5 separate regions of the Mus musculus genome follow, and all the other regions are linked to region 3. Evidence: chromatin contacts called from public ChIA-PET, Hi-C and promoter capture Hi-C data. All regions are on one chromosome and are shown on one strand. Each heading gives the region's core, a stretch centred on a gene start, on an enhancer-like site or on the middle of the called end of the contact. The rest is flanking DNA. Distances are from core to core; before and after follow the strand shown.

Region 1 (2,711 bases), core at 207-2,706, 550 kb before region 3:
CTCAAGAAACCTTCACAAATACAATGTACCTGTAACATGTAACTTTCCCCAGTGTTGTCAAAGGTTATTCTAATAGAGGTATAATAAGGTTCTTTCCTTAAACTTAATTTGTCTTTAATGTTTCTCTTTATCAAAATTAAAATATTCAAGGTTTTCTCTTTTGGTTTTACATCTATCTAGTTTAGTATGATTTGTGATGTTTAGTTATTAAAATGGATCTGGTTATTTTCTTTTGTGCTCTTGGATCCTTGAGACCCTTGTAGAGTAAATGCTTATCCTGTAGAAGCAACATGAAGTACACAGTCGCCTGTGTTCTCTCTGGCTAGTGAGTAGTGATCTGCAGCAGATGTCTAACATTTTTTTTTCTGGATCTCTTAGCAACAGCTAGAAGAAGAAGCAGCTAAGCCCCCTGAACCAGAGAAGCCTGTGTCCCCTCCTCCTGTGGAACAAAAACACCGTAGTATTGTCCAAATTATTTATGATGAGAATCGGGTAAGTTTACATTTCCTCTGACAACATAGGCCTTTAAACCTGTTTGACTTTGTTTTCCAGTATATTCTTTTTTTAAATACATTTTTAAAAAGATTATTTATTTATTAAATGTGTATACACTGTAGCTGTCTTCAGACACTCCAGAAGAGGGCATCAGATTTTGTTACGGATGGTTGTGAGCCACCATGTGGTTGCTGGGATTTGAACTCAGGACCTTTGGAAGAGCAGTCAGTGCTCTTAACCGCTGAGCCATCTCACCAGCTCCAGTATATTCTATTCTAATCATATTAAAATGTGAGTTGTTTTGCCTTATATATTATATAAATATTACTCACTGGTTAGAATTTTATCATCTAATTCTATCATATACATACTGCTATGTAAACTGAACAGTACATAATATAAAACAGCCATCCTGTACCTGTTTTCTTCCCTCCCTTCCTCCTCTCCTCTCCTCTCCTCTCCTCTCCTCTCCTCTCCTCTCCTCTCCTCTCCTTTTTCCTTTCCTCTCCTTTTTCCTTTCCTCTCCTTTTTCCTTTCCTTTCCTTTTTCCTTTCCTTTCCTTTTTCCTTTCCTTTCCTTTTTCCTTTTTCCTTTCCTTTCCTTTCCTTTCCTTTCCTTTCCTTTTTCCTTTCCTTTCCTTTTTCCTTTCCTTTCCTTTTTCCTTTCCTTTCCTTTCCTTTCCTTTCCTTTCCTTTCTTTCTTTGTGACAGGCAGTTACCATGTAGTCCTAGATGGCATGGGCCTCTATACTTGGCTGTGTAGACTCCGCTAGCCTTTTAGTTGAAGCAACCTCTTGCCTTTGCCTCCTGAGTGTTATGTATCGTTATGCTTGTTTGCAAATTTTTTGTTTTGTTTTTTGTTTCAAATCAGGGTCTCCCTTTGTAGTCCTGGCTAGCCTGTGTGGACCAGGTTGGCTTAAAACTCACAGACTTCTGCTTGCCTGTGCCTCTTATGCCAGGAACAAAGAGGTGTGGCACTATGCCTTCCCTGCATGCTTGCTAATATTTGCTTATGGTGCATTTAATATCAAAGCCTAATTGGTCACATTTCAGTACAAATGACCTTTGGATGAGGGAAAGAATTTCATTATTAGCCTGAGAGTTAATAACTGGGTTATGGCTGACCTTAAAAAAGTTCAGTGTGGACTTTGACCTTTAGGTGGATTTTGCTTTTTCATTTTTAATAAAACAATTTCTTGTTTTATTCTCTAAATTTGGAAATTTTGACCAATTAGGCCATCCAGGACATGGTTCTGTGAGTTGTGTCTGTGATGACAGTGTTGGGTTTTGATCAATAACCTCGGAGTAGAAGGGAAACTTCTCACTTCACTATAAAGAGAACTTTGCAGCAGAGAAGCTTTGCAATGAACTTCCAGATGTCCTTAAGCTAGAACATACAGTAGAGTTAAGTATTACGGAAGACATAGCTAATAGCAATCATAATGTCAGAATCAGGACTATTGTCTAAATTCATTTTCTTTGTTCTAAGTTGATTTATCAGAGTCAATATGTTTTAAACAGATTGTCACAAGCATAGCAGCCAGATCTGAAAGTATATTGTTCATACACAAAGCAACTGTTAGATGAGGTGTGCTGTAAAATGTCTAGCTATTTTAGAACAGAAACTAGTTCTCTTAAGTCCCTGCCAACCCTCCTCCCAGTTTTCAGGCCAGCCCCTTCAAATGTTTCTCCCACCCATTCTTCCCTCAGTCTGCTTAAACAGTTCTTCTCCCAGTCCCCACGCTAGCAGGTCCAAATGATGACAGCTGTCCTGGCCTCTCTGCTCAGCTTAGCTGCTTCTGGCTCAGCTGTCCTCTAACAATATCTTCTACACCAATTGCCTTCTCTTCTCACTCTGCTAACCCAATTCACTTTCTCAGTCTCAGCTGGCTTTTTAATATCCTTTCGTACTCCCAGAAATCCAAGAGGCATCCAACACTGTTCCTAGCATGTTCAAGACCTTGGTTGGCCCTAGCATCACTATAACAGTTTAAAGAGAGTGAGGCAACCCTATGAAGACTTACATAGGCAAAAGAATTAGATTGTCATCAGATTTTCGACAATATTTTAGGCCAGGAAAAAAAATGGAACAGGCTTAAGAGACTTAAGGTATGAAATGTGAACAAACAATAGTAAGAAGGCTTGTAGAAAAAGTCATAGAATAATAGTTAATAGCAAGAAATTAGAGACTATTGTTCTTATTAGCCCTTCCTAAAG
Region 2 (2,700 bases), core at 45-2,544, 680 kb before region 3:
GTAAAGGTGCCTGTCACCAGACAGCTTGTTTGGTGCAAGAAGAGAACTCATGGTGTAGACTGTCTTCTGCTCCCCATGCACCCGCATACTTCGCTCTCCTCCTGAATAAAGATTTTTAAAACTGTAATGTGTATCAGGAGGTGGAGGCAGGCAGATCACAGTGAGCTAAGATAAACCTGAGCCTTATTCGTGAGTTCCAGGCCAGCCAGGGCTACACGGTTAGACCTTGTCTCTAAATACACAAAACAGGCGAAAGTAAGTCACAGTGAGAAAAAGCCAAAACAAAACAGTGGTCACTTCTGCTTGCTTTTTGGAGATAGTCTAGATGTGGCTAGGATATGCCACATCTGAATTGGTGCATGCAAATCTGTACATTTAAGATACGGGCACAAAGGAAACACCAAAACAAATTATGCATCTAGGAAGTTTCAATTATTGAGAACTTTGTGTTAAAACTTAATGAGGATTTATGAATTAATCAAGCTGTATTTGGGAAAACCCATATTTTCATCATTAAAGATAATAAATGGACTCTATATTGTAATAAAATCAACAAAAACAGAACTAAGTTGAAAAATGAAAAATGCACCAAAAACGAGTAAAAGAAAACGTTTCTTTAAAAGTGTGAGAACAACTGAAAGGGTTTGGAGACTATCTGGGATACCGCAGTGGATGGTTCTTGGGATTTTTGTCTTTAAACGTCAATACGGTATTCTGCAAAAGCTTATGAATGGAATGTAATCCTGGATCCATTTACTTAAAATTGAAAACAAAATCTAGGGCTGGGAATGTGGCTCAGTGCAAGAGTGCTTTCTCAAAGCTGTGGGTCCTATTCTCAGTTCTGCAAAACCACCAAAAAACCTGTTGACCATTGATCAAACTGACTCCAGCTGTCATTTATGCTTCCAGTAGCAGATATCCGACAATTTACATACTACGTTAGCTCACATTAGGTACATGATGGCCTCTGCCAAGTTGGTAGTGTTACCACCTTGGAAACCACGAAGTCACCCAAGCGTGCCAGCTCTGATGTGGCCGTGAATTTATGAACTGAGGCCTGACCCAGGTCCCCAGTTAGAAATGTGTGGTTGGAGTCAGTGGAGGCTGGAAGCTCCTTCGCTGATCAAACGGGCACCGCTACCTGCAAGCGCAGGTGCAGGCGCGGTCTCGTTAGACCCTCAGCGCTCGGCCGGCCCCACGGCCAGGGTCTCTTAGTTGGGTCCCTAGCTCGCGTGTTCCGGAGCGCCGCGCACCACCCCCGGGGCCTTCAGGTTGTCGGAGGCGGGGACGCGCATCGGCCGGCGGGAGCGCGCAGAGCCGAGAGGCCTGCGAGCCCGGCTGAGGGAGACATGCGGCGGACTCGCAGTGCCGTGGCCACCGGCCCGCGGGAGCAGCGGCGCTCGGGGGCCACCGGGGGCTTGAGCGGCGGCGAAAGCCGCGCGCAGCGCTCCCGGAGCAGGACTAGGGCCGGGGCCGGGGGCGGGGGCGGGGCGGTCGGTCCGCAGCCGTCGGCAAAGCCGCGGCCCAAGCCACCGCCGCGGGCCCAGGAGGCGGCCGCCGAGGAGCCACCGCCGGCGGTCACCCCCGCCGCCTCGGTGTCGGCGCTCGACCTGGGGGAGCAGCGGGAGCGCTGGGAGACGTTCCAGAAGCGGCAACGGCTCAGCTTCGAGGGCGCCGCCAAGCTGCTGCTGGACACCTTGTGAGTGTGTCGGGGGCGGCGGGCCGGCACACGCGAGGTGCGCACGGGCGGCGGGACCCGAGGGCTGAGTGCTGAGCCGTTGGCGGGCTGCTCCGGACGGTGTCGGGCTGAGTGCGCGGAAGGGCCCCTCAGGGTGAAAAAACAGACATCCCCCGGCTTGCCAGCTACCAAGACCGTTTTACCCGTTTTTGCACGTGCTTTCGGGGAGTGGGCGGGAGGAAAGGTCGAAGTGGAGAATTTAGTGACCCGAGGAGCGAAGGCCGGTTGTTCTAATCAGTTCCCCGGAGGGAGGGTGCAGGGTGCGGTTATTGATCTCGGAGGGAAAGGCGCGCAAAGCGTTGTCCAGGACGGGCGCTTGCAGGGGGAATGGGGAGTTAAGGTGTTATGTTCTCATCCCCGGTCCGGGCTGGCAGCTCCCCCAGTCTGTGCTTCTGAAGTGCTTCCAGCTTCTTTGGTGGCCTAAGGAGCAGATCTGAGGTCCGTTATTGGGGAAAAGAGCTGATGACTACTCTGGCCAGATGCCTGCTCTTTGGCAAATGTAATGTGAACCCCTTCCTCCTTTACCCATTGTGCTCCGAGAAAAACCCAGTACCCTTGTCTTATAGCCCTCACTCGCAGATGAATTAAAAAGAACAATAAAAGACAAAGAAAACTAACGTTAACCCAACAATTGTTTAACAACCTGAACTACTTTTCATAACAACAAGATGCTCTTTTGTCTTTGTCCCAGAATTAGTTCTCTTGGTTTTGGTGGATCCTCTAAGAACTGGAGTATTTAGTTAGCTTTCTATCTGTTTCGTTTATTCAATTTTATCCCCTTGGGCTATAAATTGAATGCTTTAAAACATTAAAACAAAAATCAGTTAAAACTTAAAAAAAATGAAATATAACACGGAGTACCTGTTGTGTACTAGCTACTGGGAGATCTAAATGATACTATATAAAACTCAGTAGAGCTGGGCACAGTAGCACATGCCGACAATCCTAGCATTCAGGAGGCC
Region 3 (2,700 bases), core at 13-2,512:
GCCCTGTGATCTCTTTCTGTCCCATAGTCCCTTGTGAAGCCTTTTTTCATGAGCTCCTTGTCAGAGCTGGTGCTTTGCTGTTTGGGGTGTCAGCCTCCAAAACTGTGAGCTGCATAAATCTCATTTCTTTATAAGGTGCCAAGCCTGGGGCATTTTGTTCTAGCAATGGAAAATGGACTTACTGAGTCTGTGGTATTCTTTTTTTAGGAAAAGAAAATGGACTAGAGACATTGCTTTCAGATTCCTGACCTGTCTCAAAGCTGAAGGTTTTTAGGGCTTCTACCTGTTTGTCAAGATGAGTTCCAGAGGGCTGGCTGGAGATACGGCTCAGTGGTTAAGAGCACTGGCTAGTCTTCCAGAGGACTCAGGTTTGATTCCTAGTACCTACATTGTGGCTCATAGCTATCTGTAATTGCAGTTTCAGATCGACACCCTGGTCTGGCCTCTGCAGGCACTAGGTGCACTCGTGGTGCACATATATGCAGGCAAAACACCCATACACATAAAAGTAAAATCAGAGGGGGGAGGGGAGGAGGAGGAAGAAGAGAGGAGAGAGAGACAGAGACAGAGAGGGAGAGGTGAGAGAAGTGAGAGAGGTGAGAGGAGTTGTTTCAGGGGCAGGCGATGAAATTGACAGCAACATCCCCAAACCTGAACACACACTTAGGTATGGGGTCACACATATTGTTTACCATGGCTTTGTAATGCTTTCTTGAGCAAAAGTTGACTATCATTTTTCACCTAAACAATCCGAGGAAAAAAAAAAGCCCGAGGCAAACTGGTAGTTGACTGGTGTGATGAAGCGCCTCCTTAGAAAGGAGGTTCTGAGCCTCCCTCAGAAGTCTAGAGACCCCCAGAAGGCGCAGGTTCCAGTCAGACCCTATCCCTTAGGTGGGTTGTCTAGCAGTTTGCGGTCTGGATTTGAAAGGCAGCTCCCGGAGTTTTTGTCTCCAGTGTCTGCACCGCCTCAGCGACTCCCGGGGCCGGAGTTCAAGATCCGCCTCTTAGAGGGTGGCTTCAGGTCAGGGCGTGGCGGGCTCTAGCTAGCCGCGGGCGCCGAGCCGAGCGGAGCCGAGCCCGCCGCCCGTTCCTAAGCAGCCGCGGCCTCCTCCCCACACCCCTGCTCGCCAACTCGCTCCAGTGACTGCAGACTCGCCCCGGTGCCTGGCGCCGCGTCCCGGGGTGCGCACTCCTTTTCTCGGCGGAGGGAGCAGGACTGGGGCGCATCGTCCTACAAGACGCGCTGACGTCGCACAGGGCCGGTAGTCGGCGCGGAGCGGCCGGCGCGCGCGCGTGCGTTGGGCGCTCCCGCGAAGCAGGCAGAAGCCGCCACCGCGGCTGTGCGGGTTCCAGGGCGGCGGCCGCTACACAGCAGCGCCGCGGGCGCAACAAGCGGAGGCAGCCGCACCTGCGGGGATGGCGCGGCCCCGGCCCTGCACCGCTGTCAGGCGCGCGGGTAGCTCCGGGTACGCCCAGTGACGGCGGCGGTGCCCTCGGCCGGGCAGTGCCCAGGCCGCTTGGCTAGAGCCCCGCGGCCGACGGCGGCCCGGGCCATGAGAAGCGACCGGGCCCAGGCCTCGCTGACCCCGGCTCCGCGCGGCGGCCCGTCCCGTTTCCGCTCCGGCCTCTCGGCATGAGTGTCCATCCGGGCCCGGGGCCGTGGCTGCCCCTGTCCCGCCGCCCGCGGGCGTGCTTGGGGCCCTCGGGCCCGCGGTGCTGATCCCGGTTCTCCGCCACGCCTGCCCACCCTAGCGCTCTATGTCCCGGGGGCGCGGCCATGGAGGTGGTGGGCGACTTCGAGTACTGCAAGCGGGACCTCGTGGGACACGGGGCCTTCGCTGTGGTCTTCCGGGGGCGGCACCGCCAGGTGAGCGCCGCCGGCCCGTTGTCTGGTGCGAAACTGGGGAGCCAGCGCCCCGGTCCTGGCCGCTGGGCAGGGCTCCCCGGGCCTGCCTGCCTTTGTGCTTGCTGTCACTGTCGCAGGGTTTGTTTTGGAGGCCAGAGCCGCTAGGCTGAGCTCCACCTACCGACGGGCGCAGAGCCACTGATGTTCTTCCCTGACAGTGTGCTGGGTAACCGAGGTGCGCCCGGGGACTTGCTGCTCAGAGAAGCCACTGGTCCCGAAGCGACTAGGACTCCAGTGTTTGCACAGTGTAATGTGCTTGTCCATACTATGGGTCGGTGGACCTTTGTCCCTTCTCCCTGCCCCGGGCTTTCCGGAGCTTGTCACCTTTACCGTGGATAATTGCACACCCAGCGGAAAACGGGCGCGTTTCCCGTTAGTCTGAAGCTTTCTCAGACTATCACGTTCCTCTGTGTCTGGGGGAGCTTTGTAGTATCCCTCCCCTTTTTGAGTTAGAGGAAATAAGTGACAAAGGTAGTTGGACCCTAACCTAATAATACAACGTAGATGCAAGTTCAAACCTCAGTTGTTTGGGTTTTTTTTTTTGTTGTTTCTTTGTTTTTTCCAAGCCACTGTTTCGCAAATAGGTCACACGAGGTTATAGAATCTAAAGAATTTGAGAAGGCACATTGAGACTGGAAGTAATTAAAAAAAAAAAAAAAAGCTTTGGTTATTCTGTTTGTTTCAAGAGTGCCTATTAAAAAGGTACTGTCGTCTATGTCTTATTCATTATGAAATAACTTAAAAGTCAAGGAAAAAAAATAAGAGCAGTGTAATCCAGCCAGGATAACTTCATT
Region 4 (2,700 bases), core at 191-2,690, 600 kb before region 3:
AGTTATTAAAAAAAGAAAGCCGGGCGTGGTGGCGAACACCTTTAATCTCAGCACTCAGGAGGCAGAGGCAGGCGGATTTCTGTGTTCGAGGCCAGCCTGGTCTACAAAGCCAGTTCCAGGACAGCCAGGGCTATACACAGAGAGAAACCCTGTCTCGAAAAACCAAACCAAACCAAACCAAACCAAACCAAACCAACCAAACACCCGAAGAAGCTGGGCAGTGGTGGCGCATGCCTTTAATCCCAGCACTTGTGAGGCAGAGGCAGGGAGATTTCTGAGTTCTCGGCCAGCCTGGTCTACAGAGTGAGTTCTAGGACAGCCAGGGCTATACAGAGAAACCCTGTTTAGAAAAACAAAAAAACAAAACAACAACAACAAAAACACCCCTGGCCCCCCAAAAGAGAACAACACAACAACCACATGGGAAAAAAGGTCCTGAGCAATTTTGAAAATCAGCTTTATTGAGGTATACTTTGCTATAAAATTCACCCACTGTATGTATACACTTCACATTGTCCAGTCATCACCATATTTAGGGTATCCTGGTTTTCTCGTTTGTTTTTGTCTGTATCATTATTCAAGTCTCATTTTTGAAGAATTCTTTTAATAATAGCTGGGTACAGATGAACTCTAAAATTATCTATAAATGTATTTCTATTTGTCTGAAGTTAAACAAAAAATCTCCCAATTTGACACATGAATCTTTGTAGCAGAAAATGGGTTTCAAAGCAGCAGGAAGGTCTTTTGCTATTATTAGGAAAGAAAGTTGGTGGGCTGAGCAGACACCATACAGCTCAAATTGTCTGGTGCATGATTTTATTTGATCCTTTTGCAAATAGACGGTTCCTCAGGATAACAGGTCAGGCACAGCGGCTCACGCCTGGGATGCTAGATTACAGTGAGACTGTCTTTATAAAAAACCCAAAACATCCAGTACAGTCGCAGTTCCCAAAGGAACATGAAGGTACTGAACGGAACCAATGATGAACAACCACTTTTCTGCTCCTCGATTTGGCTAGGATGGAATTCGCTCGGGGTTCCCTAACCTATCTGGGAAGTCGGCTGTTTCTGTCCCCAGACTGACCAGCACAGAGAAAGTAGCTACCTACGACAGAAAACCTTTCCGGAAGAAGTTAACTAAGATCGGTTAGTTCCCTAACCCAGCGACCCTCCTACAGTCTCCTACCTGAGGAGAAGCAGAGCAGGGACACCTGCTGCTCCAGGCGTGCCAAGCCTAGCATGGTGGGAGCAAAGAACATGGCTTCATCGTCCGGGTGCGCGATCACTACAAGGGCCCGGCTTCCGGCTCCCGGCAGGCCCGCCTGCTCCGGAGACCTCATTCGTTCCGCTGAGTTCCAAACCCGGAGGAAGCCCCAAGTCAGGACAGCCACGGCCACACACAAGAAACCCACCAATTCCATGCCGGGTAAGTGGCACTGCGCCTGCGCAGGAAGGCAGGCTGCGGGTGGACTCGGGTTCCCTGCGGGAAAACGGAACCGGCTGAAACTGCGTTCCGTGGGTCAGAGTGCGGCGGCGGCTGGAGACCAAGATTCGTGGTCTAGCGTGGAAACTTCCACCCATACTGCCCCGTCTCCTCGGTGGCGGAATCCTCTATCTGCTCCAGTTTCAGAGCTCAGCCGCACTTTGCGGTCTTAAGTGTCTTTCTTACCGTTCAGTGTGCTTAAAAGGAAGGAAGCATTTTTAGAGTTATTTTGAGATCGCGTCTCTCTCTGCGTGTTCCCCTAAACTCACTATATGCAGACCATGCGAGTTTGCAATGATTCCCATTCCTTTGCCTCCTGAGCTGGGATTTCAGGCGTGTCAGCACGCCGGCCAAAAGGGAAGCATTCTAAAACAAACGTCAGCATTCTCCTTTCAACTCGTTTTATGACTTCAAACTTTGTATAAAACAGCCCGTTATCCGGAATAAAAGTTTTTCCGAAGCGGGTCACCGTTTGTTCTTTCTCAGATGGCGGCTTTGCAAGAGGAAAAAGTAAGCGGCTAAGAGGAAATGTCATTTCACTCGAAGGGTGAGGTCGGCAGGCCCCTTAAGTTTTCTTAAGAGGCAGAGATTAAGGAGCCACGCCGTGGAGGAGGCCTCGCCCGCCATGCCGAGGAACACTCGGTGTGAAATTAACGTGCGTCCCAGCCACGTGGGCTGAGGTTTCTCTTTGGCGGCGAGGGGACGGGGTAGCCGCTTTGGCGGCGCGCAGGGGTCGCAAGGCTAACCTCGCGCCGGGCTCCCGGTCCTTTCCCACGCCTGAGGGGAAGGCCCCGGGCGCGCGGGAGTGGCAGGCTCGCGGGGACGCTCCAGGCCGAGGACGCGATGGCTGCCACGGCGGCGGCGGGTCGGGCCGGAGGCAGCGCTGCCGGGGCGGGCATGAGTGCGAGGGACAACTTGAAAAGAACCGGCGCGGCGTCCGCGACCCAGGAAGCGAGGCCGAGGTAAGAGCCGCACTCCGTTCTCCCGGGGAGGGAGTCGTCTCCCCAACCCTCCGGAAGGAGGAGGAGCCCAAGTCTGAGCCGCCTCAGCGCGGCCGCCCGGCCTGAGGGGGAGGGAGTGGGGTTGAGGCAAGATGGCGGCTAAGGTGGCGAAGCTGCGGCGGCGGCGGCTGGAGTGAGCGCCCAGCTCGCCGCGCTGCCGAGCGAGGGCCGGGCGGAGGGCCGCGCGCCGGGGCCGCGCCCCGGTCGTCCGGCCGT
Region 5 (2,700 bases), core at 187-2,686, 590 kb after region 3:
TCACCGTACATTCTGAATGTATCAGTGACGCTGAAGGGGAACTAGTCAAACCCACCCAGTTACTTCATGCAGGAAGGATTTCAGGAATAATGAAGGAAGCATGGGGGTGGAGTGGGGCGGATGGTCTCAAAGATCAGAAACTGCTCCAATGAATCTCAGCTGAAACTCATTGCAGTACTGCCCACTTCTGTGCCATTTGGAGACACTGTGACTGTCATCCTCTAGGACTAGGAGCCACCTTGTCCAAGAAATTCCTAGAGGCAGGAATATACTGACTCTCCTTCCACGATAGAAATGCCAGCACCTGCCACACTACTGAGTCCATGGGGAAACAGAAATCTTTAGTGTCCTGGTAGTCTGTCCTTCCTTCCTTCCTTACTTTCTTCCTCTGGCAGAACTTCCTGGGAGGCCAAGGAGGGAGGAGAACCTACTCTGGGCTCCTGAACTACAGAGTGTAAAACGGTAAGTACAGAGCTAAGAAGTAACAGATTCATAGTCGCCAACCAATCAAGCAAGCAGCCTATTAGAGTGCTATTGCTATATATAGTAGATATGTAGTATGGTTTGAACCACTCATTATTGGGCTCAACATATATTTTGAAGATCAAGTCAAAGAGACAGGGAACACTGTAGGAAGTATGAGTTGTTTGCTGAAGAATAATAAAAAGTTCTAATGAAATTAACTATAAGAAGTCCATTATAAGTGTAAATAGAGATTAGCATTTAAATGTGTCCTTGGGAGTCCAAGGAAAGATTGGGTGAGAGCCTTCTCTGCTCTCTACTGGTAGAATTAGATGAGTGACTGCGCGGAGAGAACTTAGTCCCAGACATTTGAATACTTTAATGGGTCAGAAAAGGGAGAAATCCAGAGATGGAAAACCTAGGGAACGCCAAGGAAGGGAAGCGGAAATGTTTCCAGAAGATGGGAAGGACAACACAAAGTGACCGCCGTCGCTGAGCAGCCCCAGATGGGTACGAAAGTCAACCATTGCTAATTAGCCTGGAGAGGAAATTTGGGAAAAAACCTTGGATGGTACGCAGTAGAGAGGATTGAAAATCAGTGTGGGCGATGACAATGCTTGTGTGTGTGTGTGTGTGTGTGTGTGTATACACTGGATTCACCTCCTTCGCGTGCGTCACCCGGCCCGCCCCACCCAGGCCCGCCCTACCCAGGCCCAGCGACTTTGCCTCTGAATCTGAGGCACTGCAGGCGAAGGGAGACTACTTCCGGCCGGGTGAGCACCCTCGGGCCTCAGTTCCTCCTCCTAGAGGACGCTTGGCTCTTTTCTGAAGCCAGAAGGACTTCTTCCGCGTCTTCGCGTGCCAAAAATTGCACCTACACACCCGGCGCCCGGGGACCGCAATCCCGCGGCTAGATTAGAGGTAAGGGGCGGGGCCTCATAGTCACGTGCAGCAGCTCAGCCAATGAGTGCGCACTTTGTCGTTAGCAGGGAAGTGCTGGGGTTTGGCCCACACCCGGGCCGGGTCTAGGCCAGTAGGCGGATAGGACCCAGCAGCGGAAAGTGGCAGTGAGCTGTGGCATCATCCATAGCAGCTCCTTACTGGTACTGTGCTCCCTCACCTGCCTCGCTCCGCGTTCTCCTCAGGCCCGGCCATGGAGCGCCAGGTCCTACGGCTTCGCCAGGCGTTCCGGTCCGGCCGATCTCGGCCGCTGCGCTTCCGATTGCAGCAGCTTGAGGCCCTGCGGAGGATGGTGCAAGAGCGCGAGAAGGAAATCTTAGCAGCCATCGCGGCAGACCTGAGCAAAGTGAGCCTCCACAGGGTGGGAGGGGCCCGATGAGCCACCTTATTCCTTCTCTGTAGCAGGTTGTTTGGTTTTGTTTATCCAGCAGTTAAGAGGAAGCAGAGTACCCTGGACTCTGGACTCTCCAGCCCCGCTTAGAGCCCAAACTGTTGTATTTGCACTCATATTGAAGTGCATACTTTACTTGGCGCCGGCAATTTCTCGTCTGCGAACGCTCTGTATAGCCTTGCCCATTTCTGCTGCGTTCATAGTCTCTTTCCTTACAATGTGCAGTTAACTCTGGATAGGCTGGATCTCAGTAGTTTGTCTGCTTGGTAGGTTTCAGCTATTTCACTCCCTGTCTTTATTTCATGACGTTAAAAGAATGGTTTCTTTTTGTTGACAGTTCTTTTTATTTCCTATAATCTTCAGCACTGAAATTCCCCATATGACTTTGTGTGACATTAATCATATACATGATTGACCTCCAGTATACAGACAATCACCCTGGGGACCTGATAAAATACAAATCCTGACTTAGTCCTCGTGAGACTGTGTCTGAGATTTCTAATGAGGGCCCAGGTGATAACATATGGCCTGTTTAGAAGCAAGCTTTGAGTACCAAGGTTTTAAGTAGTGTTCAAGGTACAACTATGGTCTGTTGTACTCTCTAGTAATATTATTTCTCCCTTTTACTTTCTATCTGTATTCCAGGCATGGTAAGACCTCTATTTTCAGATTTTCAATCAAAGACTGCTTCAAAAAGTGGTAACAGTAGTTGTAGTAGAATCTAGAAACCTTCCTTCAGAGTACTTCTGGTAAAGAGGGGCTGTGGTAATTAGTAAACAAGATAGGATAGTGAATATTAAAACTCTGTGAATCATCCACTCCTCAAACATCAGATAGTTTGTGTATGTTTGTTCATACATAGCGTTCCTGAAGAAAATATATTAAGT

What was found. Promoter capture Hi-C pulls out the DNA fragments that hold promoters and counts their contacts. A called contact is a pair of places that touch in the nucleus more often than the background predicts. ChIA-PET counts read pairs in DNA pulled down with a chosen protein or histone mark.
Region 1: a contact with region 3 is called in a promoter capture Hi-C map of liver, with 4 times the contacts expected there. The contact joins the enhancer-like site here to the promoter of Ulk2 in region 3. A contact is called at or near these places in 10 of 39 promoter capture datasets (the 3T3-L1 cell line, the C10 cell line, the HPC-7 cell line and 5 more), 2 of 115 datasets of contacts at active chromatin or transcription factors (both in bone marrow-derived macrophages) and 1 of 9 other capture datasets (adipose tissue).
Region 2: a contact with region 3 is called in a promoter capture Hi-C map of hippocampal neurons, with 2.9 times the contacts expected there. The contact joins the promoter of Cenpv here to the promoter of Ulk2 in region 3. A contact is called at or near these places in 7 of 39 promoter capture datasets (the C10 cell line, the SN4741 cell line, cranial neural crest and 3 more) and 5 of 115 datasets of contacts at active chromatin or transcription factors (the 230-238 cell line, astrocytes, forebrain and 2 more).
Region 4: an RNA polymerase II ChIA-PET map of memory CD8 T cells shows a contact between it and region 3, with 24 read pairs. The contact joins the promoter of Pigl here to the promoter of Ulk2 in region 3. A contact is called at or near these places in 10 of 39 promoter capture datasets (the C10 cell line, cranial neural crest, erythroid cells and 6 more), 1 of 484 Hi-C or Micro-C datasets (embryonic stem cells), 5 of 115 datasets of contacts at active chromatin or transcription factors (astrocytes, bone marrow-derived macrophages, effector CD8 T cells and 2 more) and 2 of 9 other capture datasets (adipose tissue and liver).
Region 5: a contact with region 3 is called in a Hi-C map of CD8 T cells, with 3 times the contacts expected there. The contact joins the promoter of Aldh3a2 here to the promoter of Ulk2 in region 3. A contact is called at or near these places in 3 of 39 promoter capture datasets (cranial neural crest, liver and pre-B cells), 1 of 484 Hi-C or Micro-C datasets (CD8 T cells) and 1 of 115 datasets of contacts at active chromatin or transcription factors (memory CD8 T cells).

The regions. Positions count from the first base shown.
Region 1 is chr11:62,408,601-62,411,311 of GRCm38.p6, reverse strand. Ncor1 (nuclear receptor co-repressor 1) reads left to right here. Exons shown (of 45, transcript NM_001252313.1): 5 at 379-492. Among named protein-coding and RNA genes, the nearest start is that of Ncor1, 29 kb to the left of the region's middle. Within about 2 kb of position 1,456, at least 6 of the 459 cell types and tissues checked have an H3K27ac peak or open chromatin away from gene starts, as enhancers often do. A contact at or near this core is called in liver, where this site is marked.
Region 2 is chr11:62,537,855-62,540,554 of GRCm38.p6, reverse strand. It overlaps Cenpv (centromere protein V), which reads left to right and starts at 1,294. Exons shown (of 5, transcript NM_028448.1): 1 at 1,294-1,699. The coding sequence starts at 1,350.
Region 3 is chr11:61,853,654-61,856,353 of GRCm38.p6, reverse strand. It overlaps Ulk2 (unc-51 like kinase 2), which reads left to right and starts at 1,262. Exons shown (of 27, transcript NM_013881.4): 1 at 1,262-1,867. The coding sequence starts at 1,778.
Region 4 is chr11:62,457,181-62,459,880 of GRCm38.p6, reverse strand. It overlaps Pigl (phosphatidylinositol glycan anchor biosynthesis, class L), which reads right to left and starts at 1,440. Exons shown (of 7, transcript NM_001039536.4): 1 at 1,187-1,440. The coding sequence starts at 1,421. It also overlaps a transcript of Ncor1 not described here.
Region 5 is chr11:61,265,922-61,268,621 of GRCm38.p6, reverse strand. It overlaps Aldh3a2 (aldehyde dehydrogenase family 3, subfamily A2), which reads left to right and starts at 1,436. Exons shown (of 10, transcript NM_007437.5): 1 at 1,436-1,768. The coding sequence starts at 1,616.